Linked DNA regions of Pan troglodytes: region 2 is linked to region 1. A link is a contact called in public Hi-C data. All regions are on one chromosome and are shown on one strand. Each heading gives the region's core, a stretch centred on a gene start, on an enhancer-like site or on the middle of the called end of the contact. The rest is flanking DNA. Distances are from core to core; before and after follow the strand shown. Region 1 overlaps ATG7 (autophagy related 7). Region 2 overlaps ATG7 (autophagy related 7).

The links. A called contact is a pair of places that touch in the nucleus more often than the background predicts.
Region 2: a Hi-C map of induced pluripotent stem cells shows a contact between it and region 1, with 2.3 times the contacts expected there. The contact joins two enhancer-like sites. A contact is called at or near these places in 2 of 7 Hi-C or Micro-C datasets (induced pluripotent stem cells and stem cell-derived neural progenitor cells) and 1 of 1 other capture datasets (stem cell-derived neural stem cells).

The regions. Positions count from the first base shown.
Region 1 is chr2:15,384,262-15,390,186 of NHGRI_mPanTro3-v2.0_pri, forward strand. The region is part of intron 16 of ATG7 (autophagy related 7); the gene reads left to right. Among named protein-coding and RNA genes, the nearest start is that of ATG7, 95 kb to the left of the region's middle. Within about 2 kb of position 2,535, at least 8 of the 24 cell types and tissues checked have an H3K27ac peak or open chromatin away from gene starts, as enhancers often do. A contact at or near this core is called in induced pluripotent stem cells and stem cell-derived neural stem cells, where this site is marked.
Region 2 is chr2:15,558,502-15,564,426 of NHGRI_mPanTro3-v2.0_pri, forward strand. All of the region lies in intron 18 of ATG7 (autophagy related 7), which reads left to right. Among named protein-coding and RNA genes, the nearest start is that of VGLL4, 180 kb to the right of the region's middle. Within about 2 kb of position 3,745, at least 2 of the 24 cell types and tissues checked have an H3K27ac peak or open chromatin away from gene starts, as enhancers often do. A contact at or near this core is called in induced pluripotent stem cells and stem cell-derived neural stem cells, where this site is marked.

The sequences.
Region 1 (5,925 bases), core at 1,285-3,784:
ACAATTCTTTTGGTGCAGGGGCATGTGGGGTCTCTTTGCCATTCCATCTGCCCAGCCCACTTCATATCCACCCCACTTACCCTGCAGCTGGGATTTCAATGGGAGAGCTTTCTGACCACCTGGAAGGTATTCCATTCTGCGGGATAGTGATGGGAGGAAATCACGAACGAGAAGCATTGCCCAGAGTCTTTGATGCGTTTTGTAAACTGACTAGAGGCCTCATAATGCAATAGGAACAGAAAAAACAGGCTTTGGAATCAGTCATACAATGGTTTAAATCCCAGCCCTGCCGTTATAAAGATGGCCTTCTTTGGCCAAGTCACTAAACTTCTCTGAGGCTTAGTTTTCTTATCTGTAACATAGAGAAGGTAATACTGACATCACCTGGTAGTTGTATGGATTATGGATGGTTGCTAGAAAGGGCTCAGCAACAGTGTATATCATAGGCCCTCAACAAACAATGCCTGCTGTTTCTTTACTGTTGTTTGTTATTATTATTGACTCTGAACCCAAATAGAAAACCTTTATAGGCAGGCATGAGAAAAACATTAGAAGCATGCAGGGTCACCAAAAAGTGGGGTGTCTTTTCAGAAAAAGAATCCAAAGCATCATGAGGAAGTTCCATCCCTTAGGGAGTAAAAAGAAAAAGGCAGTGGGATGATCTTTTAGAATTCATGTTGCCTCTTCAGTCATTTTCATTACTATATTTTTGGGAGATTGAAGAGGTTTTCCAGTCTTATTTGGAAATCATTTTTTTTAGATTCCATGTATGTATCCTCTCCTGTAATGTGACTGCTGTTCCCATCAGTGAAATCGTGATGGTGCCCACCAGTCCTATCTGGAGATTTGCAAGGACAGACTCAGACGAGTGCAAAGAGCAGAGTGACTCAGCTCACGCTTGTCTCTCTCTTCCTCCTTGCCACCCACCTTCTGCCAGCTAGGGCGGCACTGTCATATTCAGTTTAGGATGAGAATCAGAAGAGGGGAAACGACTTCTTCATGGTCACAGAGACTTAGTGGATGAGCCACAATCCATACCTAAACTTGGCAGTCTGACAAATGTTCTTTCAAAGGTCTTGTGAGTTGAAAGATCCGTGGCCTGCATGTTGGGAGATTTTGCTTCCTGTTGGTACCCCAGCCCCCTTGCACAAAACCACCCATAATAGAACTTGTGGGCCGGGCGCGGTGACTCATGCCTGTAATTCCAGCACTTTGGGAGGCCGAGGCGGGTGGATCACGAGGAGAGGAGTTTGAGACCAGCCTGACCAACATGGTGAAACCCTGTCTCTACTAAAAATACAAAAATTAGCTGAGCGTGATAGTGTGCACCTGTAATCCCAGCTACTCAGGAGGCTGAGGCAGGAGAATCGCTTGAACCCGGGAGGTGGAGGGTTGCAGTGAGCTAAGATTGCGCCATTGCACTGTGGCCTGGGCGACAGAGCGAGACTCCATCTCAAAAAAAAAAAAAAAAAAAAAAAAAATAGAACTTGTAGAGTTCACTTAGCCTCCCAGAGTCTCAGTTTCCAAATCAAGAAAAGCAGGTGCTTTACTTTGTGTCCAGGATTACATCTGACACGGCCTTGAAAACCACAAAACACTATGAAAATGTGCCCCCCTCTGTCCCCCACACACAAGGTGGCATTTTTTTTTTGACATGCATGTGTTAATCTTTTCTACAGAGACATTTCACGTAGGACCCAAAAGACGCGGTAATAACCATCTATCATAAGGAAGCTGATCTCCAGAGCCGACCTCTGCTATTTATGCTGTCGTATCTCATTTGAATCTTTCCCAAGTCTCCCCCCTTCTTCTGACCTTGAGATGTGCCCTCATCTCCTTTACAGACTTTATACTGAGAAGGGCCTTAATTAAATTTTCAGTCATGCCCCTGCACTGGTTTCCTTCTTTAAGTCCGTTATGTTAAATTACTGCAGTTGTAGTTTTCTCAGTGCTGAGGCCAGAGGGCAAAACAGTCTCTTTATAGAAGGGGCCCAGTGTCAAAATGCATGTGTCCATGTTTTTAAAGTACTATGGCAACTAATCCCTCTCAGTGTTATTTATCCCCATTGAGCCTCACAATTGTTTGTCATTCACCAACTCTTCTAGTTCTTTCTCCTCGTTTTCAAATGTCTGAAGGATTATTTTGGTTGTTGGCCATCTCTTCATTTGCCCTTTTCAAAGACTGAAGAATAACGCAGCCATATATGGGAAAAGCCCGTGTGTGTGTGTGTGTGTGTGTGTGTGTGTGTGTGTGTGTGTTGCTTACATTGTTTCAAGTTTCAAGCCTTTATTTTTAGCTACTTTCTAAAAAAGAAAGTGGAGAAAGAACTTTAAAAATTAATCAGGGTTGTGTGGTCCCCATTTATAGGCTTTAAACAACTTTTTTTTCCCCCCTAAGTGGAGTGAGTACATTTATGCAACCATGTTTTGATTAGGGGAACATCGTTTCCACGTTTCCACAAAAACACTGGGCTGTGTTGCAATGCCCTGTTGCAAACTCAGCACTTCCCTCCTCCTCTTCCTGGCTCCTAGAGACAAATGATTTCCTGTTGGAGAGGAACTTGGTAAACTCCTTTGTGTACTTTGTATGCAAAGAAGACCAGTGAAGTTTACTGGGCTCATTTTTCTCAGTTCCCAAGAGGAGAAGTTTTATTAATTGGCCCCTGCGGAAGAGATGTAGTAGAAAAGTGATAGTCCTTGGACTGAGAATCACAAGGCCCCCCACCAGCAACTCATTGTGTAATTTGGAGAAAGTTCCTTAACTTTTCCTGTGCTCTCTGGGTCTCTGCTCTCCTCTGTGTCAGACCTAGGAGGCCTGAGGATTACTTAGTTGTTCTGTCTCTGGGTCCACAGGCAGAATTTGGCCCATCCAAAGACTGGCCAAGTGCCAAAAAAAGGCCTGATTAGGCCCTGAAATTCAGTGAAATTCTGCCTGAAGAAACCTCTTACTGAATTTGAAAACCATAAACCATTTCAGGTGAGCTTATGGGTTTGTTTTGGGTTTTTTTTTTTTTTTTTTAAGTCTCTGGCCCAATGTACGTGGATTAGATTCTGCAAGCAGGCAGCAGTAAGTATAAGCTAATTTCTGTCTATAAAAAGAATGATTTTAAAAAAAATCATTTTGTTGATGTGTGGAATAGAGATTATCACACACATCATTAAGTGGTAATGTGATGAATGATCACAAAACGAACAGTCTTATACCCAGCACACAGATCAGAACAAAGTAACTATCAAGCACCTTCAATGCCCCCCTCATGCCTTTTCGGATTATTATTGCATCCTTCCTATAGAGAGGTAAGCACCTCTTGATTATCAGCACCATGGGAGATGTTTGTCTGATTTTGAACTTCTGTAAATGAAATCATATAGTATATACTCTTTGGAATCTGTTGTCTTTTGTAGAGGGAACTTTTTCATTATAAATCTTATAGTAGTGTTGTTCCTTCTTCCCATCAACAGTGTTCTTTTACTTAAAAAAAAAAAAAAAGAAGAAGAAGAAGAAAGAAAGAAACACTGATTTTTCCCGGCTGGTGGCTGAGCTCTGCAAGGCCAGATCCTTTTTCTGGTTCTTTGGTAGGAGGCACAGTTCAGGATTTATAAAATGTACAGGCCACTCTTGATATCTCCAGGAAGTTGGTTTGCTGGCTGGCGAGAGATCCTGGATGTGACAGAAATTAACAGGCTGTTGGCCTGCTAATTCTTTGGCTGTACCTCCTCAAAGGATGATAATGAGGTGACAAGGCTAGGCACAGTGGCTCACCCCTGTAATCCCAGCACTTTGGGAGGCTGAGGTGGGAGAATTGCTTGAGCCCAGGGGTTCAAGACCAGCCTGAGTAACATAGGGAGACCCCGTCTCTACAAAAAATTAGCCAGGTGTGGTGGCACGCACCTGTGGGAGTTTGAGGCTGCAGTGAGCCAGGATCACACTACTGCATTCCAGCCTGGGTAAGAGAGGGAGTCCCTGTCTCAAAAAAAAAAAAAAAAAAAGGAATCAAGGTGACGCTACAACAGTTGTCCAAACACCAAGGTAATTGATGGGGCATTCCTGCTTTATCCCACTTGTGGACCAAGCAGTTCACATCTTTTGTCTTTAGGTGAATGAACTCTTGGTTCTAAAGTACTGATAAAAAAAGACCCTGAATGTGTATATGCCATTCTTCTGAGCTTGGAATTGCCAAACCCAGGGTTTTCTCAGCTTCGTGAATTCTTTTAGCTTCAGAAAAGTAATACAAAGCCAAAACTAGGGCAGGACCCTGGGAGGGACCTGGCCTGGGAAAACTCTAATTGAGTCACATGCTGAGGTGGAGCTGGGATCTCTAGCCATATCTCGGGATATTTGGCCTTTCTGCACAGGCTGTGTCCCCCAAATCCTCAAGCCTTTAGATTTTGAAAAAATCTCTTTACTGTGTTCAGAAATACTTATCTCAGTGTGCTCCTAGGGACATGGACAGATGGACTGCTGAGGAGGGAAATCTTAGCAGATAAGCAATAAGAGCATATTTCCTGAGATGCAGCCCAGAAAAGGAGCTTCCTTTACCCCTCTGGTTCTAAACCTCTCTGGTTGATGATGATGGATATAGCAGAAAAAATGGGCAGGCCTCATGTTTCACTATATCAAGTGCTATCGTTTGTGACCTGTTCATCTTATTTCCCTCCCTCCAGCCATCCCCTCAACAGGTAATCTGACTCTGCCAAGTGCCAAGCACTATGAAGTTCAGGGAAGTTAAGTAACTGGCACAAGATCACTCAGTGTTGAGTTCCATTTGCGTTTGGGGTAATCTAAGGTGATGGATGTATCCCAAGCCATTTGGATGTAGTAGAGTCTGGTTCCAGTGGGGAGGCCTCTGAATACAAGGAAGGATCCGGGTATAGGTCTAACAATGTCTGGGCTTCCTCTGTGAGGTCCCAGAAGAAGAGTCAAGATTGCTGTTTCCCTGTAGGATAAATTATAATGTCAGCGTTCAGAAGCATCTCAGATTGCATCTCTTGTCCCAGGAGGAGTTGGGCCTAACTTTATAGGTTGAAGGATGTCACTTTGCCCCATGAGTTTTACCCGCTGGATGAGGCTGTCCTGTTTAGGAGGTGCGTGTTTAGGAAGGCAGCCTGAAGGTTTTGTGATCATACAGATCTGATTAGAACCCCAGCTTTGTCTGTTAATTTCACATTCAGTATCTCATTTTACAAAACCAGTTGGGGCAGCTCTTAGCACTTGTCCCTGTTTGACCTTGGGCACGTTACGTATCTTCTCTGAACCTCATGTTTTATATCTGTAAAATGGGGATAATATAATAAGCTCCTGGAATTCATGGATGGATTAAGTCACACGTACTAAGCATTAGCACAGTTCTGGGCACATAAGAGACACTTGTAAATATCGGTTTCATCTTTCACTTTTAATTAAAATGGAAACTTATCCACTCTCCTAAAAAGGAATTTATAAAGACTCTCATAAAGCTCTGAAAGCAATGAGTAGAGAGGGAGTGGTTGGGAAGATTTGCTCCATTCTGCAGTGTTTTTCTAAGGATAACACTGGCTCATGTCCAGCTTAGTTTTTCTGCCCCCTTGGTGACTCTAGCTTAATAGCGAGAGTTGGGTCAGTGGTGGGAGCTGAAGCTCTTAGCTGAAACAAAGACCATTCTGGTGTGCTTAGGGTTTTGCAATTGCTACACTCTCCATTTTGGCATTGAACTTGATTAAGACTCTTTTCAGCATCCAAGATCGATCTGGAGTTTGGAGTTAGTTTTTATTTATGCGAACTCCAAGCTTTAGAAATATTGCCAGGCCTGCTGGAAGCTAGTGTGAAGTTAAAGCAGCAAGTTCCAGTTGTGGCTGCAACTGTGCTTTCTCAGAATGGCTGTTTGTTGCTGGGCATTGGATCTTAGCCTCCCATCGAGGCCTGGGTCTGAAGCTAATTTTACTCAG
Region 2 (5,925 bases), core at 2,495-4,994, 180 kb after region 1:
ATCTAATTGTTCCAGCAATGTTTGTTGAAAAGATTGTCCTTTCTCGTCAAATTACTGTGCCACCTTTGTTGAAAGTCACCTGCCCGTGTTTGTGGGTCTGTTTCTACCTCTGTATTCCTGGTTATCCTCATCTCAGTACCAGACTGTCTGCTGCCTGAAGCTTTATAGAGTCAGTGGGTCAGTGTCTGCCTTGTTACTTGGTCTCCGATGGTCCGGCCCAGTGGCAGAGGATGTCACCTTGCCAGCACATGCCTCCCTAGGATTGGATCATGCCCCTCTCCTGAGAAGCCATGTCACCTGCATTTGCATTATTTGAAGGTGCAAGATGTCCCTTCTCACCAAGTGAAGTTGGTGTGTTTATATCCTGCGTCCTCCCCACCTCACCCTGGAACTCTGAGCTCTCCAGTTTTCCTCCTCCTCTTCTCCCTCTCTCTGATGTTGACCCCAAAAGCCCTTTGAGGTAGAGAACAAACATGTAGAAGTGTCTGCCTTTTTAAAGGGAAACTTTTCAAAAACTTTTCTAAGGAACTGGAAATAAGAACTACATAACAGAAACCATTTCACAACCTTCAGCATGGCCATTTATCTCAATAACCATTTCATTTAAAATGTGGGCCAAACATATAAATCATATCTTGAAAGAAAGCATGTGGGTGCCACAAAAATCACCCTGTATTCTTACCATCTAATTTTAAAAATATGTTTTGAAGCCTGGAAGAAGGCAAACAAGCCTGGGGCCCGTGCCCTCCTCCCACAGGGCCAGGGATGCAGTGGAGAGGCTGAAGCACTGAACAGCACATCCTGTTGTTAGCCATTCGCGTCAGCGGCGGGAGCCACTGCTCTTGAAACCTCCCTCCTCTGAATGTCACTTGGTAAATCAGGAGCTGAGAGCCCCAAAGCCAGTCTGCTAACCAGTGCTTGGACAAGCCCTTGCACTTAGGCAGTAAACACTCCAGGAGAGATCGTGTAGATATTGGTGCTTACTTAGCGACATCCCCAGAGGGAGGGTGCTAAATATAGTGGGACCCTGAGGTCCATTTTCCAGACTAATAAGAGGGGGAGACCTAGAGCAGCCTGTCGCTGTGGGCTGGGAATTCCAGAGTCTTCTGCCGGAAACCTCACTAAGGATTGCAAGGCTAAGATGTCAGCATTTCCTCTTGGCAGGTTTCATATTTGCTTCTTAGCACTTCCTGGGAGGGAAAAACAAGACACTGGCAGGTGTACCTTGCCATGGGCCATGGCCCTTCCTGTGGCCCGTGTACCTCTCACCTAGGTCCCTGGAGACACCGGTATCCCCACTGCTACATTGACCCTTTTTTCTCATCTGGTCTTCCATATTTCCTCTTTCCCAGCCTAGTAGCTGCTCTCAACCACCCTCTGCTTCCCTCTTGCTCCTCCTTTAAGATGACAGTCCCCTGGGCATCCTCCCGGGCACCCCCTCCCGGGCGTCAGGTCTCTGTGTTTCCAGCCTGGGCTCTGTTCTTGGGAGTGAAGAAGGTGACATTTGGAACGGCTGAGCATAATCTGTGCCTCAACTGTTGCTCGGAGGTGCTGACCTTCCTCTGGGTCTAGGTTCTGAGGCATGAGACTGTTCCTTCAGACTCCTCGCTCCTTGTCAGTTGCAGCCCTGAGCATCTTTGTAGGGGGAGTGGGGAAGATATGGGGGATGGAATGCCTCTGGAGGTGGCATGCCAGCCCACACGTGTGCACAGGCCTGGTCTGCTGCCCCCTCCCTGGATGTGCCTTTAATCAGCTGCACAGGCCACAGTTAGATGGCGGCGTCCTCCAACCGACCCCACGGTGCGGGAGCAGCCCCACCCTGCCAACATGAAGCCTGTCGTTTTCTCCTTTTAATCTCCTCATCCCTGGCTGCCTGATGTTCCTTGTGTAAGTCACGCTTTACATCTTACCAGCTGCCTTGGCCATGACTGTCTTTGTAGTAGAACCTTAACCTTGTTCCTGGAACCCCGGAGCAGTGGGTGTCATGGGGCAGTGCACGTGCTCTCTCGACTGGCAGCAGGGGGCTGGGGTTGGAAAGGCTGGGAGAACTCCTCCCTCAGAAGACTCTAGAAGTAGCCCCCACAGTTCTGTTGCCTTCTTGCTCCCATCTTCCCCCCTGCCTCAGCCCTCAGCTGCCTGTGTCTGGAGAGCTGAGTTTGGGGCAATGGTTCCCTGAGAAGAGGGGTTTCGTCTTAATTCCTCTGCCAAGTCTGGTGCCCAGGCTCGAGGAGGCAGTGAGTGCTTAGAGTACAAGAGTGGGAAGGCAGGCGGGTGTCTTTCCAAAGGGAGGCACCGGGGTGGTGTGTCAGGAGGAGCACAAGGCTAGCCGCGGTGGCTCATGCCTGCATTCCCAGTGCTTTGGGAGACTGAGGTGGGCGGATCACCTGAGGTCAGGAGTTGGAGACCAGCCTGGCCAACATGGTGAAACCCCATCTCTACTAAAAATACCAAAAAATTAGCTAGGCGTGGTGGCGCACGCCTGTTATCCCGGCTACTCAGGAGGCTGAGGCACGAGAATTGCTTGAACCGCAGACCTCTGGGGACGGGAGGGGGAAGACCCGTTTCATCTCTGCTGAAGGATGGCGACAGGCTGGGGATGGAGGGTGGGCAAGGGCAAGGGCTGGGGCTGCTGGCAGCAGACATCAAGGGCACCCAAGTCCCTACAGGGCATGAACCATCAGCCCCAGGCTGGCCTCACCATCTGCTCTGGCCTTCCCTGCTTTGTGCAGTCTGCCCGCTCCCTTCCCTCTTGGTTCACTCCTTCAGGCTGCTCATCTGCCTGCACCAGCAGTCTGAAGCAGTCACGCCGGCCATCCTTGGCCCAGGGGTGAAGGGATCTGGGAGCTTTTGCTTCTGGATTCATTGTGAGAGTAGGCAGGGCTAATTCTGAGTTGCCCCAGGTCCCCATGCTGTGATGGGGCTCCGGGCAGGAATCTGGGAGCCAGGAAGTCAGACCCTGGGCCTTCACCCGGCAGCACTTCCCTGTGGCCCTCTCCAGGGCCCAGGTATGGCTGCAAAAGCAGACCTGGGTCCAGCAAGGGAAATAGTTAACCCGTGAGGCCCCCCATCTGCAGAGCCCCACAGCTACTGCCTTGCAGAGCACCCTTTTTCTGACCAGCCCCGATCCTGCCTGGGGCCTCTTAGAGTCCAGAAGCAAGAAGTACCCACCGCTGTGCGTCCCTGTGGCCTCTGGCCCAGAGCCAACCCACAGTGAGGCCAGGAAGGGGAATGAGGGCGTCAGTGGCCTGGGACCCAGACTTCCCTCAGAAAGCTGGCCTGCTGCCCCAGCTGCTCCCGCCTGGGGATGCCCACAGTGCTTGCCCCCGCCCACCCCCGTCCTTCTGGGCCCTGGAGTCCAAGGGCCTGAGGTGCTGGAGTCCTCAGAAGCCAGCTGGGCCGAGGGGCCCACCCTTGACTGTGTGTGTCTCAGGTATTATGGTCACACCAAAAATCCCCCTTTCTTTTCTGCCCTGTGGAATCATATCCAGAACAGATGGTTCTGAATCATTGTTCCTGCAAAGCCTCTCTACTAGGCCAGGCTCTGAGCCGGGGCTGGGGACACAGTGGTGACCAGACAGACCAGGCCCTACCCTCACGCAGCACGCAGTCCCCTGGGGAAGTCAGACAGATGCACAGACTACAAGGTGACAGCAAATTATGGTGGGGTCGCAGGAGGAACCAAGAGGGCTGAGAATAAGGTAGGCCAGCGGGGAAGTCGCTGCAGACCCAGCGGAGCCAGCTGTGCGGGAGGGGCTGCTGAGAGGAGCTTTCTAAGCCAAAGAAGCCTGTGAAAAGGCTGAGCAAGGGGAGAGCCAGGAGGCGGCGGCCGCTGGAATCTGGTGGGCCAGAGAGAGGGTGCCGGGGTGGGGAGCTTGGAGGGGTGCGCAGGGCCAGGGCTGGGGGCCTAGGGCCCTGAAGAGTTTGGACTTCACTCTCCCTCTATGCAAGGGGAAGATTTTGAAGGCTGTAAAACTTGGGAAAGACGATGGGATTGTTTTTTTGAGAAACTCAGTCTGATGCCCTGTGGGTGGAACAGTGCCAGAGGCTTATGGACACCCCAGAAGAACCAGGGTGACGGATACCTGTGGGGACAACAGATCCTTCTCTTGTGGGCATCGAGAGCCTGCGCAGTGACCCTGGAGCGAGCCCTGCCTCCCATCCTCGGCTCCCGGCTGGGGAGTCTCCACGGCCTGCAGCCGCTCCTTCCTCTCGGCTCTTTCCTGCCCCTGCCAGGCCACCTCCCTGTCTCTTCTTGTCCATAAACCTGACCTAGGACTTCACGGACCAAGCCCTAGCCCACAGCCTTCTGGCCTTGGGAGCCCCGCCAGCCCTGTCCCCTCTCTGGGCCTCGGGGCTGTGCTTGGGCTCCGTGTCCCGAGCAGCCCTGCCAGGCCTAGCTCTCCTGGGCGTGTGTCTCTCTGTTGTCAGCCCCCCTGGCGGTTCTTCCTTGGAATCATCTTCTGGATGTCCCCTTTCCTTTTTCTCCTCTAGTCCCTGTAGCCACCCCCTGGCAGTGCTCAGTAAGGGCTAGCAAACTAGCAGCCTCTTGCAGAAGAAGTGGGGGTTAGCACCCCCATTGTTTCCCGGAGGCATTTTGGGAGGCCAAGCCAGAGGATTGCTTAAGCCTAGGAGTTTAAGACCAGCCTGGGCAACATAGGGAGACCCCATCTCCACAAAATATAAAAAAATTAGCTGGGTGTGGTGGCATATGCCTGTAGTCCCAACTACTAAGGAGGCTGAGGTAGGAGGATTGCTTGAGTCTGGGAGGTCAAGGCTGCAGTGAGCTATGATGGCACCACACTCCAGCCTGGGTGACAGAGTGAGGCCCTGTCTCAACAAGATGGAGTCCTGCTCTGTCCCCCAGGCTGGAGTGCAGTGGCGTGATCTCGGCTCACTGCAACCTCTTCCTCCCGGGTTCAAGCAATTTTCCTGCCTCAGCCTCCCGAGTAGCTGGGATTACAAGCACATGCCACCATGCCCAGCTAAGTTTTGTATTTTTAGTAGAGAGGGGGTTTTGCCATGTTGGCCAAGCTGGTCTCGAACTCCTGACCTCAGGTGATCCGCCTGACTTGGCTTCCCAAAATGTTGGGATTACAGGCGTGAGCCACTGCGCCCAGCCTTATTTTAAATGTTTACATTTAACAAATGAACGCTTTTAACGGACACACAGAAATATAATTGTGCCATTCCCAAGGTAATTACAGTGTTTATAAAAGAAGAACCTTAGTTCATGGCATGCTTCAGGCAGTGTGGTCCAGAAATGGGACCCAAGTTTGAAATTGGATGATGAGGGCTCCTTTCAAACTCGTCTGTCTCCTTTGGAGAGAGTTAAACCTCAAGGCCCTTTGGGTGTGTGTGGTCCAGGCTGAGCCTTCTCCCTCATTCCTTGTGATGGGCCCAATTGAAAGGTCCCTCTTCCCCTAATGCAGAGTGGCAGCCCGTCCCTGCCCTCTTCCATTGCAGGGCAGCGGCCAGTGGGGAGCGCTGAGGTGCTCAGGTCAGGCTGACCAGAGGGGCTGAGCCCACCCTTGCCAGCGGAGAGCAGCACAGGCTGATGCCATCCTCTCCCTAACTGTCCAAGCCATGGGCTCTGCCTTCCGAACTGGGTCATACCAAGGTGGGGACTTGGGAGCCAGGTCAGGAGCTGGCCTGTCCTTTCGGCTGCCCAGGTTTATTCATGGTGCTGGTGGGTGTGTGCTGTTGCTCTTGGGCACCTATTGTGCATTTGCGTGACAGGCAGTGAATGGAAGAGTGTCTGGGGCCCAGAGGGCAGAATCAGAGACTGTCCTTAATCGTCTTTAGAGGGAATTATGTTTAACAGGAAGTAGTGAGAGAAAGTGGAAAAGGCCTCTTCCTTCGCCCTTGCTAGCTTGGTCTCCTTGACAAGTTCTGCTGTTTTCTTTGTGCTTCAGTCCCCTACTTTGT